2 separate regions of the Muntiacus reevesi genome follow, and region 1 is linked to region 2. The links are chromatin contacts, called in public Hi-C maps. All regions are on one chromosome and are shown on one strand. Each heading gives the region's core, a stretch centred on a gene start, on an enhancer-like site or on the middle of the called end of the contact. The rest is flanking DNA. Distances are from core to core; before and after follow the strand shown.

Region 1 (5,188 bases), core at 1,576-4,075, 1.7 Mb before region 2:
TAGTCATATCAGGGTGACAGACAGTCATATCAGGGTGACAGACACAGTCATATCAGGTTGACAGTCACGTCAGGGTGATAGACACAGTTGTATCAGAGCGACAGTCAGGTCAGGCTGTTAGCCAGTCATAGCAGGGTGACAGTCAGTCATATCTGGGTGTGTATGAAAGCTCTCTCTGAGCCTGAAAGCAGGCGAGACTGGACGCAGGGGGACAGGACAGCTGGGAGTGAACCGCCCCCTCCGTCCTCTGTGGCCCTCAGCACCTGGGACGCACTCAAACGTCAGAGAAGCAGAGGGTGGACAGATGTTATCGGAGCACCCACAGTGTCCCCTCTGGAAGGATGGATGCGGAAGCTGAAGCTCCAGTATTTTGGCCACCTGATGCGAAGAGATGACTCGCTGGAAGAGACCCTGATGCTGGGAGGGATTGAGGGCAGGAGGAGAAGGGACGACAGAGGGTGAGATGGTTGGATGGCATCACCAACTCAAGGGACATGAATTTGGGTAAACTCCGGGAGATGGTGACGGACAGGGAGGCCTGGTGTGCTGCATGCAGTCCACGGGGTTGGAAAGAGTCGGACATAACTCAGCAGCTGAACAAGTGGCATCAGGAAGTCCAAGAGTAAGGTGCTGGCAAGGTGGTGTTCTGGTGAACACCCTCTTCAGGGCAGCAGACGGCCGCTTTCTCGCTGTGTCCTCACATGGTGTAAGGGGCCAGGGAGCTCTCTGGGTCTCCTTTTTAAATTTTGTTTACTTATTTACATATTTATTTGGTCGCACTGCATGGCATGTGGTATCTTAGTTTCCCGACCAGGGATCAAACTGGCGCCCCATGCATTGGAAACTCGGGGGTCTCTCTTTTTTGACACCAAATTCATTCAAATTTATTAACAGACATTTAAAATGTGAAACTATCAAAATAATAGACAAAAACATAGAAAATCTACATGATCTTGGGTTTGGTCTGTAGATCATGGACTTCGAGTTTTAACACACAACACAAAAAGCTAGTCCACAGAAGAAAAAGGTAGCATTGTGGACTTTATAGTGTTAAAGATTTCTACTCTGAAACACCTTATCCAGAAAAATAAAAAGACAAGCCACAAACCGAGAGGAAAATATTTGTAAAACTTGTACCTGATAAAGGATTTGGACTCAAAATACAGAAAGACCTCTGAAACAACTCCACCAAAAATGGATAAGGATCTGAACAGACACCCAGCCAAAAAACATTTACAGATAGTAAAAATCATACAAAAATATGCCCAGCATCATAAGCCACTGTTGTCATTGCTATTGTGCCCAGCTCATTTCGACCACATGGACTATAGCTGTCAGGCTCCTCTGTCTGTGGCATTATCCAGGCAAGAATACTGGAGTGGGGTCCCATGCCCTCCTCTAGGAAGTCAGAGCATCACCTCAGGGACTAGGTTTCAACACAGAAATTTTCTGGGGACCAGAACACCATACAACGCAACAGTAAATCACAAGTTTGTTTCTCTTTAAACTTCTAATTATTGTAAATACACATAACATAAAGCTTACCATCTAAACCATTTTAAAGCACACAGTTTAGTATCACTAAGTACATTCACACTGTTGTACGACCATCACCACCGTCCATCTCCAGAGCTGCTTTCATCTTGCGAATAAACTCTGTCCCCATTAAACACGAACTCCCCATTCCTCCTCCCCACCAGGCTCCTCTGTCCATGGGATTTCCCAGGCAAGACCAGTGGGTTGCCATTTCCTTCTCCAGGCATCTTCCTGACCCAGGGATCAAATCTTCCTCTGTAACACCTCCTGCATCGGCGGGTGGATTCTTTACCACTATCGCCACCTGGTAATAAAATAACTATAAATAACATCAATAAGTCATCTGTCGCTTAGGTGACAGCCAGCCAACTGAAGGCCCAGAAAGGGATCAGAGGGACTGAGCCCGCGAGGACACGGTGGAGTAAGCAGCAATTTAAAAAGCATGTATTTAGTAACAGAAACAGGTAAGCTCACAAAGCGCCCTCCTCTCCAGAGAGGAAGAGGTGAATCCCCGGACGCTATGATCAGCCTTCCGTGACAGGAGGCAGTTTGCACAGGCACGGCCCAATGCAGGAATTGGGAGCCAGACTCCACGAGTTCGAGCCCAGGACCCGCACCCTCGGTGTGTGGCTTTGGCCAGGTGCCTTGACCTCTCTGTTCCTCGTTATCTGCAAAATGGGACTGGATTATCCACAAACTACTTAATGTACCTAAAGCCCCTGGAGGCAGGCGCACAACGTGTTATTGTCGCTCTGCGGGCGGCGCCTGAAGCGATCGGCCCAGTAACGAAAAGACCAGGGTGGCAGACGAGAGAGCCCTCCGGACGCGCGGGCTGCGGCCGCCGCGGGCGGCGCCGGCACGGAAGGGGTTACAACGATAGAGACGATCGGAGGACCCGGGGTAGCTGAGCGGCCCTGGCCGCCACCCTCCTCGACGCCTACCGCCCGACCGCGCAGGCGCGAGAGCCCGGCGCTGGGGCGCGGGGCACCTCCCTGGGCACCCGGAAGTCTCCGCCTAACGGGCCGAGCCCGCGCCTCCTGGCCTGGAAGGGGGCGGGGCCCGAAGCCCCTAGGCGCGCGGCGCCATAGAGCGTGGCCGGAGGACCCGTGTCCTAGACGCGTCCGGAAGTGCCACCCTGGGGCGCCTACTCCGCACCATAGAGCTGGGGGGGCCCCCGCGGCAGCTAGGGGGGGTCGCTGGACTCGCCTTCCTAGAGCGGCGAGGACGGGGTGGAGGCTGGAAGGGGGGTGGGAAGGGGAGGGGGGGAGCGGCGCGGGCGGAAGCGGCCAGGAAGGTCACTTCCGGCCTGGGCGCCCGTCCCCCTGACCCCAGGGTCTGAGTCGCCGCTGCCGCCGCTGCCACCATCCGCGAGGGAGGAGAGAGGAGGAGGAGTGCGGCGCGGCGGCCCCGGGACCGAGGAGGTGAGGGGAGGGCGCGGGGCCGGGGGCCGTGCGCCCGGGGCCGGGTGGGCGCGCGCCTCAGGGCGCCGGGCTGCGGCCGGGGGGGCGGGCGGGGAGGCGGGCGGCGAGCGCGACTGGGCGGGCGAGTGCGCGTGCGCGCCGCGTGGGGGGGGGGCGTGAGTGGGCGCGCGGCCGCTGACGCGGGGCGGGGCGCGGGCGCCGGGAGGGGCCGCGGGCGCGCGACGGGGCTGAGAGCGCGCGCCACGCCCGGGGGCGCGCCCGAGGCGGGGCGCGCGGCGCGGGTTCGCCGGTAGGGCCGCCGTGTAGCCCCCACCCCCACCTCACCCTCCCGGCAGCTCGAGGCCGGAAGTGGTGGCGACTCCCGGGAGAAGTTGAGGCCCCGGTGGGGGAGGCGGCGCGCGCGGGCCCAGCTGGCCTGACCGGAAACGGCGGCCCCCGGGGGACCGGTGGTGGCCCCCGGCCTGCCCGCTCCCCTTCCCCCCTCTTTCAAAGGAGCCAGATCCCGTTGCCGCCCCGGGCGGGCTGCGTGCGGCCTTTGATCCGGCCGGTAATTACGGGCATTCCGGCCGGCGGGAGGCTCATTCATTCGCCCGGGCGCGGGCGGCGAGCAGGAAGCGCGTGCGCTGGAGGGGAAATGTTAGGCCAAGGTCAGGCACCGCGTGGCCCGCGGGGCAGGGCGAGGCCGGCGGCCGGGCCCGATGGCCACGCAGAGGCCTCCCGGGCGCCCCACCGCGCCCCTGAGCCCGCAACTCGCGGCCCGGACACAAAGGGGGCCACCCCAGTTCATGGAAACGGGTGCCCCTGGGGCACAGGCCAGCCGAGGATGGCGTGATCAGACGGAAGATTGAGCCACGGCGAGTGTGGACAGAGGCTCTTGCGGGCCCATTGGTTGGCACGAGGACAGGGAGATGAAGCAGGCTCGCTGTGTGCGCCGAAGACCTGGACCGGGTCCATGTGCCTCTTCACCTCCGCATTCCTGTCCTCACCCAGGGGATCAGGGAGGGCACCCCAGCCCCAGTCCAGAGGGGCGTTATAGTAAGGGATTGACTTGGTCTGTGCTCTGCATGGTTCCTGGTGCCCGGCCCTGCTTTGGGGATCCAGGGTTAGGATCCAGCTGGGGGTTGGGTCTGCCTCGTTCCTGGGGAAGCCCGGTTACTGTGGCTTATCTCTTCCCTAAGAACATAAGCCTCTTTGGCTCAGTGCAGCTGGCATTCACCCCCCGCGTCTGCAGGCAGGCCCTCCAGAGCCCCAGAACATTCAGATCCGATCCCTTCTTGTGTTGTCTCTCTTAGCCCCTTCCTCCTGGAGGTCTCAGACTCTAACCCCCGCAGGCGGAGCTAGAGAACTGGAAGGATTTCAGCCCTGCTGGGAGCACTGCTGGGGGTTAGCCCCGGGCTCAAGTCAGACGGACCGGGTTCAGGTCCCAGCTCTGCGTTCACCTTTGTGGCCTCAGAGCACAAGGAGTTTCCCAGTTTCTATTAGTGAAAAAGAGGGGCCGTACTAATGGCGTTGACCTTGGTAGGAAGGCTCCCGACGTTCTCCTTTTGGAGCCAGTGCACAGCTCTCAGAAGTGGGTGTGAATCGGGTGCAGAGGCCTCCAGCGGGCCCGGCATTCCATTGCTCCATCTCTTTCCTCCCTGTGACCTTGGACCTGCCGCTTCCCCTTTCCCAGGCTCAGTTCCTCTTCAGGCTCCTACAACCCAGAACACAGTCCACCATCCCTGGATGAGCCTCGTCCATTGAGGCCGCTGCCAGCCCCACCCGGTGCTGGGCCTGGGACACTGGTCCTGGCATGGTGCTCCAGGCAGAGGGCTGGGGGTCGCCAGGCTAGCCTGGGGCTGGAGGAGCCCAGGGGGAGATGTCTCGAGGGACAGAGGAACTGGCTGAGAGGACCCTGGGGCCCGGGGGGGCGGACTGAGTCCCGGCTGTCGGTGGTGGTCTTGGTCTTGACCTCCAGCCTCTGCCCAGCTGCCCTGTGGTCTCGAGTGGCCCCTTCTAGGCACACTGCTGTCAGGCTCCTGGGCTCAGACGCCCCCAGCCGGCTGAGGCTGTGCCCGGGACTCTGCTGTGGCCCTGGCCTCCTGGTGGAGATAGACGGCAGCCAGGGATCTGGCCTGTACCCCGGAGGCCCCGGGGTGGGGGTGGTCACCCCACTCGGGGGGTGGACTGAGCCCCCAGCCCCGAAGCAGCATTGGAGCAGGGTCGGCAGGAATCCGGAACCTAGTCTTTAG
Region 2 (5,353 bases), core at 2,807-5,306:
TCGGGCCGCTCAAGGCCTTCAACCTGGTCAAGGACAGCGCCACCGGGCTCTCCAAGGGCTACGCCTTCTGTGAGTACGTGGACATCAACGTCACGGACCAGGTGAGCCCGGCCCCAGCACGCCCGACCCCGCTGCAGTCTCCCCTCAGGGCGAGGCACGGGGCTCGCAGCTCTCCCCCTTCGCCGTGCCCTGCCCGTCCTGTAGCCCGACTCTGACCCCGACCACCTCTCCCTGCCCTGGCCCTCCGCCCCACCACAGGCCATCGCGGGGCTGAATGGGATGCAGCTGGGAGATAAGAAGCTGCTTGTCCAGAGGGCGAGTGTGGGCGCCAAGAATGCCACGCTGGTGAGCCCCCTGGCACGTCATCTTCCATTGGCTCGGGGCACTGGGGGCGGGGAGGGGCTGGGGTGCTGGCGGGCCCCCCCACCCTGGGGGCAGGCACCCCTGACCCCCGCCTCCGCTTCCCCACAGAGCACCATCAACCAGACCCCCGTGACCTTGCAAGTGCCCGGCCTGATGAGCTCGCAGGTGCAGATGGGCGGGCACCCGACGGAGGTGCTGTGCCTGATGAACATGGTGCTGCCCGAGGAGCTGCTGGATGACGAGGAGTACGAGGAGATCGTGGAGGACGTGCGCGACGAGTGCGGAAAGTACGGGCTTGTCAAGTCCATCGAGATCCCGCGGCCCGTGGACGGCGTGGAGGTGCCCGGCTGCGGGAAGGTGCGTGCTCACACATGCACACACCCCCAACACAGGTGTGCGCTGCTCTGACCCTGGCAGTGTGTGAGGCAGCAGTGCAATGCTGTGGCCGAGCTCTCGTCTCTGCAGTGAAGCAACTGTGCCGCAAGACCTGCTTCTGCGTGCCCCTGTGCACGTGGTCAGCTCTCCTCGGGCACAGTGCGAAAAGCTGCCCCAGCTGCAGCCCCCGTCCTCGGGCCGGCTCCGCTGCTACGCTTGCTTGGGGGCCCCCAGCTCTTCCTCCCGGTTCGCTTCCTGGTTTCCAGACTCTGATTCTCGGCCCGCCGAGGCACGCTGGCCCTGCCACTGTTCGGGTGTCAGCATCTTGCCATACCCTGGGCAGCGTGTGTGCCTTGTGACCCCCGGCTGCTGTCTCCTGCGTCTTCGGGGGCCTGGGGGCGGGGTGGGGCCCCCGGTTTAGCAGGAAGGGTGGCAGTGGTGAGGCCCACAGGAGGTCCTGAGCGGGCAGCACTGAGGGCATGGGGTTAGCTGGGGCTGGTGCAGGTCTCAGCGAGGTCTTCAAGTGGAGGCGGGGGTGGGCGTGCAGCCCTGCGGAGCTGGAACTTCCCGGGTCAGGGTGACGGCAGGGTGGTCTTCAGGGCTCTGCAGACAAACAGTCTGCCATTGTCTGGCAGGAGGACGGGGAGAAGGCGTGTCAGTGCCTGGACCCTGTGTCTGCTCCGTGTGTGTTGGGGGCGGGGGTTGTCACATGCTCAGACTTGGGGTGATGGGGCAGAACGGAAGCTGAGAAGCAGGGAGATGAGCAGGTCAGAGGAGAAGGGGTGATGCTGGGGGCTGGGGTCCCAGCGAGGTGCTGTGGGCTCAGAGGCCTGGATGGACTTGCTTTCTGAGTGTGGGGCCTGCTGGATGGACTGGCCCTGGGGCAAAGGAGCGGCTTGCCCAGGAGGTGCCTCCATGAGGTGGTGGTGGGGAAATGGATGGGAAGACCTTACTGGGTCTCTGGGATCCGCCTGTCAGATTTGTGTCTAAACTTTATTGTCATTCTTTTCAAACATACGTAGGAGTAGAGAAATGGTCAGGGTGATAGTGAATGTACGGAATACTACTTAAGTCGAGTCAGAGCGCCCCATCGGCCAGCGTCAGGATGCCAGGGTCCTGACAGTCTTAATTTCCACCTTCAGCTTCCCAGCTCCTCTGTGTCTTTGCTGAAACAAAGCATGTCTCGTGTCACTTGAGCACTTGCTCTCTGCCTGAGCCGCTGCTGTCTCAGGTCTGGGGTCTGTGCTGCCACCTGGGCCCATCCCGCTCCACATGCTAGGAGACGGTCGTGTCCCGCACCCGGCCTGACTGTGCACCCTGGGGACACATCCACCTTGGCTGAGAACTGCTATAAACAGGATTAAAACATTTTTATTTTAAAAAACCCATGTGATAACCGTTCGTATTTCTCTACAAAGGCATATTTGAGTTCCCTTATTGTCTCAAAGATGTCTTTTTACAGTTGTTTTGATCAAAGTAAGAACCCTGCAGGTTGGATCCAGACTTTTTTTTCGGCAAGCCATTTTTGCTTGTCGAAGCATGGCTTCTTTTCTAGAATTCTCCTTTCCCCCTTGTTTCGAATTAGACTGGTTGTGTCCACCCTTCCCTCCACTTCTGTCAGCTGCTGATTGAAGCAAGATGACAATCTTGACTAGATCAAGTTCAGGTTTTTTCTTTGGAATCAGCCTGGGTGTGAATGCCAATTGCTGAGCCTTCCTTATTTCATCCCTTGTCTGGGGAGACACCATGGCCCCTGGGGACTGGGGAGCACCCACGGGTGCCCAGTGCAGATAGACTGCTCTCCTTGAGCCTGCCCCGTGCCCTGCCCTTTGGACTCTTGGCTCGAGCCTGCCTCTGCTCTCCACGCCCCTGTGTTTTGTCTGTCTTTGATCCTGGGGCGCTGGAGGGTGTTGGGTGAATGTCCCTACACCTGCGGTGAGGCTGCTTTCCAGTCCTCTTCCTCCCGCGAAGTTCTGGGTTTGGGTAGGTGCTGCTGGTTGCTGAGAGGGAGCTAAGAGGCCTGGGTCTTCACAAGCTTCCTCTTGTTCCTACAGATCTTCGTGGAGTTCACCTCTGTGTTTGACTGCCAGAAAGCCATGCAGGGCCTGACGGGTCGCAAGTTCGCCAACAGAGTGGTCGTCACTAAATACTGTGACCCCGACTCTTACCACCGCCGGGACTTCTGGTAGAGGCGGCGGGGGAGGGCAGGGGCGGAGCTGGCTGGGGGCTTCTCCCCCTCCTGCTCCCCCCATTTTCCCCCTCTGAAGACGATGGGCAGAGGAATGACAGCCGGCAGCAACTGGAATGGCAGCAATTAAGGGTGGGGGCGGGCTGGGGTTGGGGCGGGGCGGGGACTGGGGAAGTGCGCACACAGACCCACACAGACACACGCACCCACAGACACAGAGGGAAGGGCGGGGAGCGGGCGACAGCAGGGCGGGGTCGGACCCCCACAGCCCCTCCCTGAAGCAGTCTTCTCCCGGATACCCCCTTTCTCTTAACCCTTCCCCACCGTAGAAACATAGCGTGTTTATATTTTATGGCCAAACTCTTTTCAATTTTGTTGTCCGGTCCGGTACCTTGCCCCTTCCCTCTCAGGACCACAGCTCCCGTCCTCCTGGCCTCTGGTCCTCACCCCGGTGTCCCGGTTTCTTACGTAGTTGATTCTCTCTAGTCTCCTGGACCTGCCCCCACCCCATGGCCCCTGTCCCTCTCCTCTTCTCTGTGGCAGTTTCATATTTGCTAAGACGAATTTGCTCATTAAACATTTTGTTGTATTTTACTTTATGGAGCTGCTCCGTGTCCCGTGTGTGTGAACCCTCCGCTCTCCAGGTCTCTGGGGTTCCCTAGGCCCCAGGCTGAGGCCTGGCTCTGGGAGGCCCAGCTGTCGTCCCGACGTGGGTGCCCCTGCCCTTGGCGAAGTGACACGCCTGCGTGGCCGGCCGCGCTGGGACGGGCCGGGGCGTGGCCCAAGGGAGCAGGGGGCAGTGAACGGGCCCAGCAGACAGCGGGGAGGACGGTGGGCGGGCAGCCGGCTGGCTTGGTGGGCTCAAGAACTCAGGTCGCCCAAGGCACCGCCGGCGGTGGCGCGTGGCCCGAGGGCCCGGAGCTTGCGCGCGGGGGTGGTCTGGAGACGTTGACGCGTTCCCGACCAGACTCTCCCTGCGCCCCGCCCCTGTGTTGGCTGCCGGCGGCGGCGGAAATGAGGCAAAAGGTTCCCGGCTACGGCGCCCGCGCGCCGGAAATGACGAGAGGTGGGAGGGCGGGGGCTAGGAAGTGGAGATTGCGCAGACTCGCCACAGGCAGGACGGCCGGGTGGGTCGCGGGGTCACTTCCGCTTCCGGTCCGTCGCCTTCTTCGGTTGCTTCCCGTCCGCTCGGCGGCTCCCCTCCCCCGCCCGGCTCTCCGCGCCCCTCCCGGGCGGCGGGGCGGCGGGGCCGTCGACGTGCGGCCCTCCGTGCGTCCGCGCGTGCGTCCGAGCGCGGCTCCGCGTCCGCCGCCCGAGGCCCGGAGCGCGCCCCGTGACACCGAGGCCGAGCGGGGGCAGGGGGCTGCCCGCCATGAGCCCCCGGAGCGCGGCGTGAGCGGACCGAGGTGAGCGCGCGGGGGGCGCGGGGGGCGGGCGCGCTCAGGCAGCTCGGCGGCCTTCGCGTGTCTGCGCCCGCCCGGCCTGGACCGCCCGCGGCTCTCCGTCTCTCCGCGTCTGCCTCCCGCGGGCCCCGCCTGGGCCTCGCCGGTGCTTGTGTCCGTGTGTGTCTCGGCGTTTCCACAGAGCGCTCGTCCCCGTGTGTCTGTCCCGGTCTTGTGTTTTTCTGTCACGTCTCGGCGTCGGAGGGTCAGGACTAATGCCGGTGTCTCCGGTCTGTGCCTCTCTCGCCGCCGTCCTCCCGTCATGTTTGTCGCGGTGCTCGTCTCCTCCGGCCCCGAGTCCCTCTCGGCGGGTCTGTCGCTTGGTCTGGGATCTGGCCTTCCTCCCAGGTTCATGAGTGAGGCGTGAAGAGCCCGACTCTGCAGTCAGAGGCCCACTTTGTGCAGCCTGTAGTATTTATAAGCTGACCAGACAGTTCCCTAGTCTTTAAAATAGTAGGGCAGCCGTGCCTAATAACGGAGGTGATGCTGCCCCTTGTCACTAGCTTGTCCTTAGCTGCTGGGAGCTCTGGTTCCCATTATTACTTGTACATTTTCTGTTCCACACGGTTAAGGTTTGATATCGTTTGATATCTGAGTAACTCTTGGAGAATTTTGCCGTATCATTTGTCTTTTATTTGATTTAGCAATTTTGTTTGGGTCAGCCAATTGTGAAAAACCTAGTCTCCTTCTTAGCAGTACCCATGAAGTCTTAGTTTTGCTGTGTTGAGTATTTCTTCTAACGCCCTTTAGTATAAACACACTGTGTTAAGATAGCATGTCGTCTTTCGAAAATGTTTTTTTTCTGATAATGAAAATCAGCCAGTGTTATTGAGCTCCTACTATCTGTGGGTCGCGGAGTCGAGTACTTTATGTTCCCATTGTATTTAATCAACAAACTCGGCAGTTGGAAATCCTTTTCTTTATTTCAGAGTTGAGCAAACTGAATCCCAGGGAGGCGAGAATTTGGACCCAGGTTTCGTTGTTC

What was found. A called contact is a pair of places that touch in the nucleus more often than the background predicts.
Region 1: a contact with region 2 is called in a Hi-C map of blood, with 4 times the contacts expected there. The contact joins the promoter of ZNF787 here to the promoter of EPN1 in region 2. A contact is called at or near these places in 2 of 3 Hi-C or Micro-C datasets (blood and muscle).

What each region holds. Positions count from the first base shown.
Region 1 is chr2:278,390,990-278,396,177 of mMunRee1.1, reverse strand. It overlaps ZNF787 (zinc finger protein 787), which reads left to right and starts at 2,825. Exons shown (of 3, transcript XM_065926923.1): 1 at 2,825-2,957. It overlaps LOC136161832 (a long non-coding RNA gene), which reads right to left and starts at 2,749. Exons shown (of 2, transcript XR_010661778.1): 1 at 2,247-2,749; 2 at 1,492-1,840.
Region 2 is chr2:276,699,171-276,704,523 of mMunRee1.1, reverse strand. It overlaps EPN1 (epsin 1), which reads left to right and starts at 4,056. Exons shown (of 10, transcript XM_065926749.1): 1 at 4,056-4,332. It overlaps U2AF2 (U2 small nuclear RNA auxiliary factor 2), which reads left to right. Exons shown (of 12, transcript XM_065926750.1): 9 at 1-101; 10 at 259-357; 11 at 472-720; 12 at 2,793-3,525. The coding sequence ends at 2,927.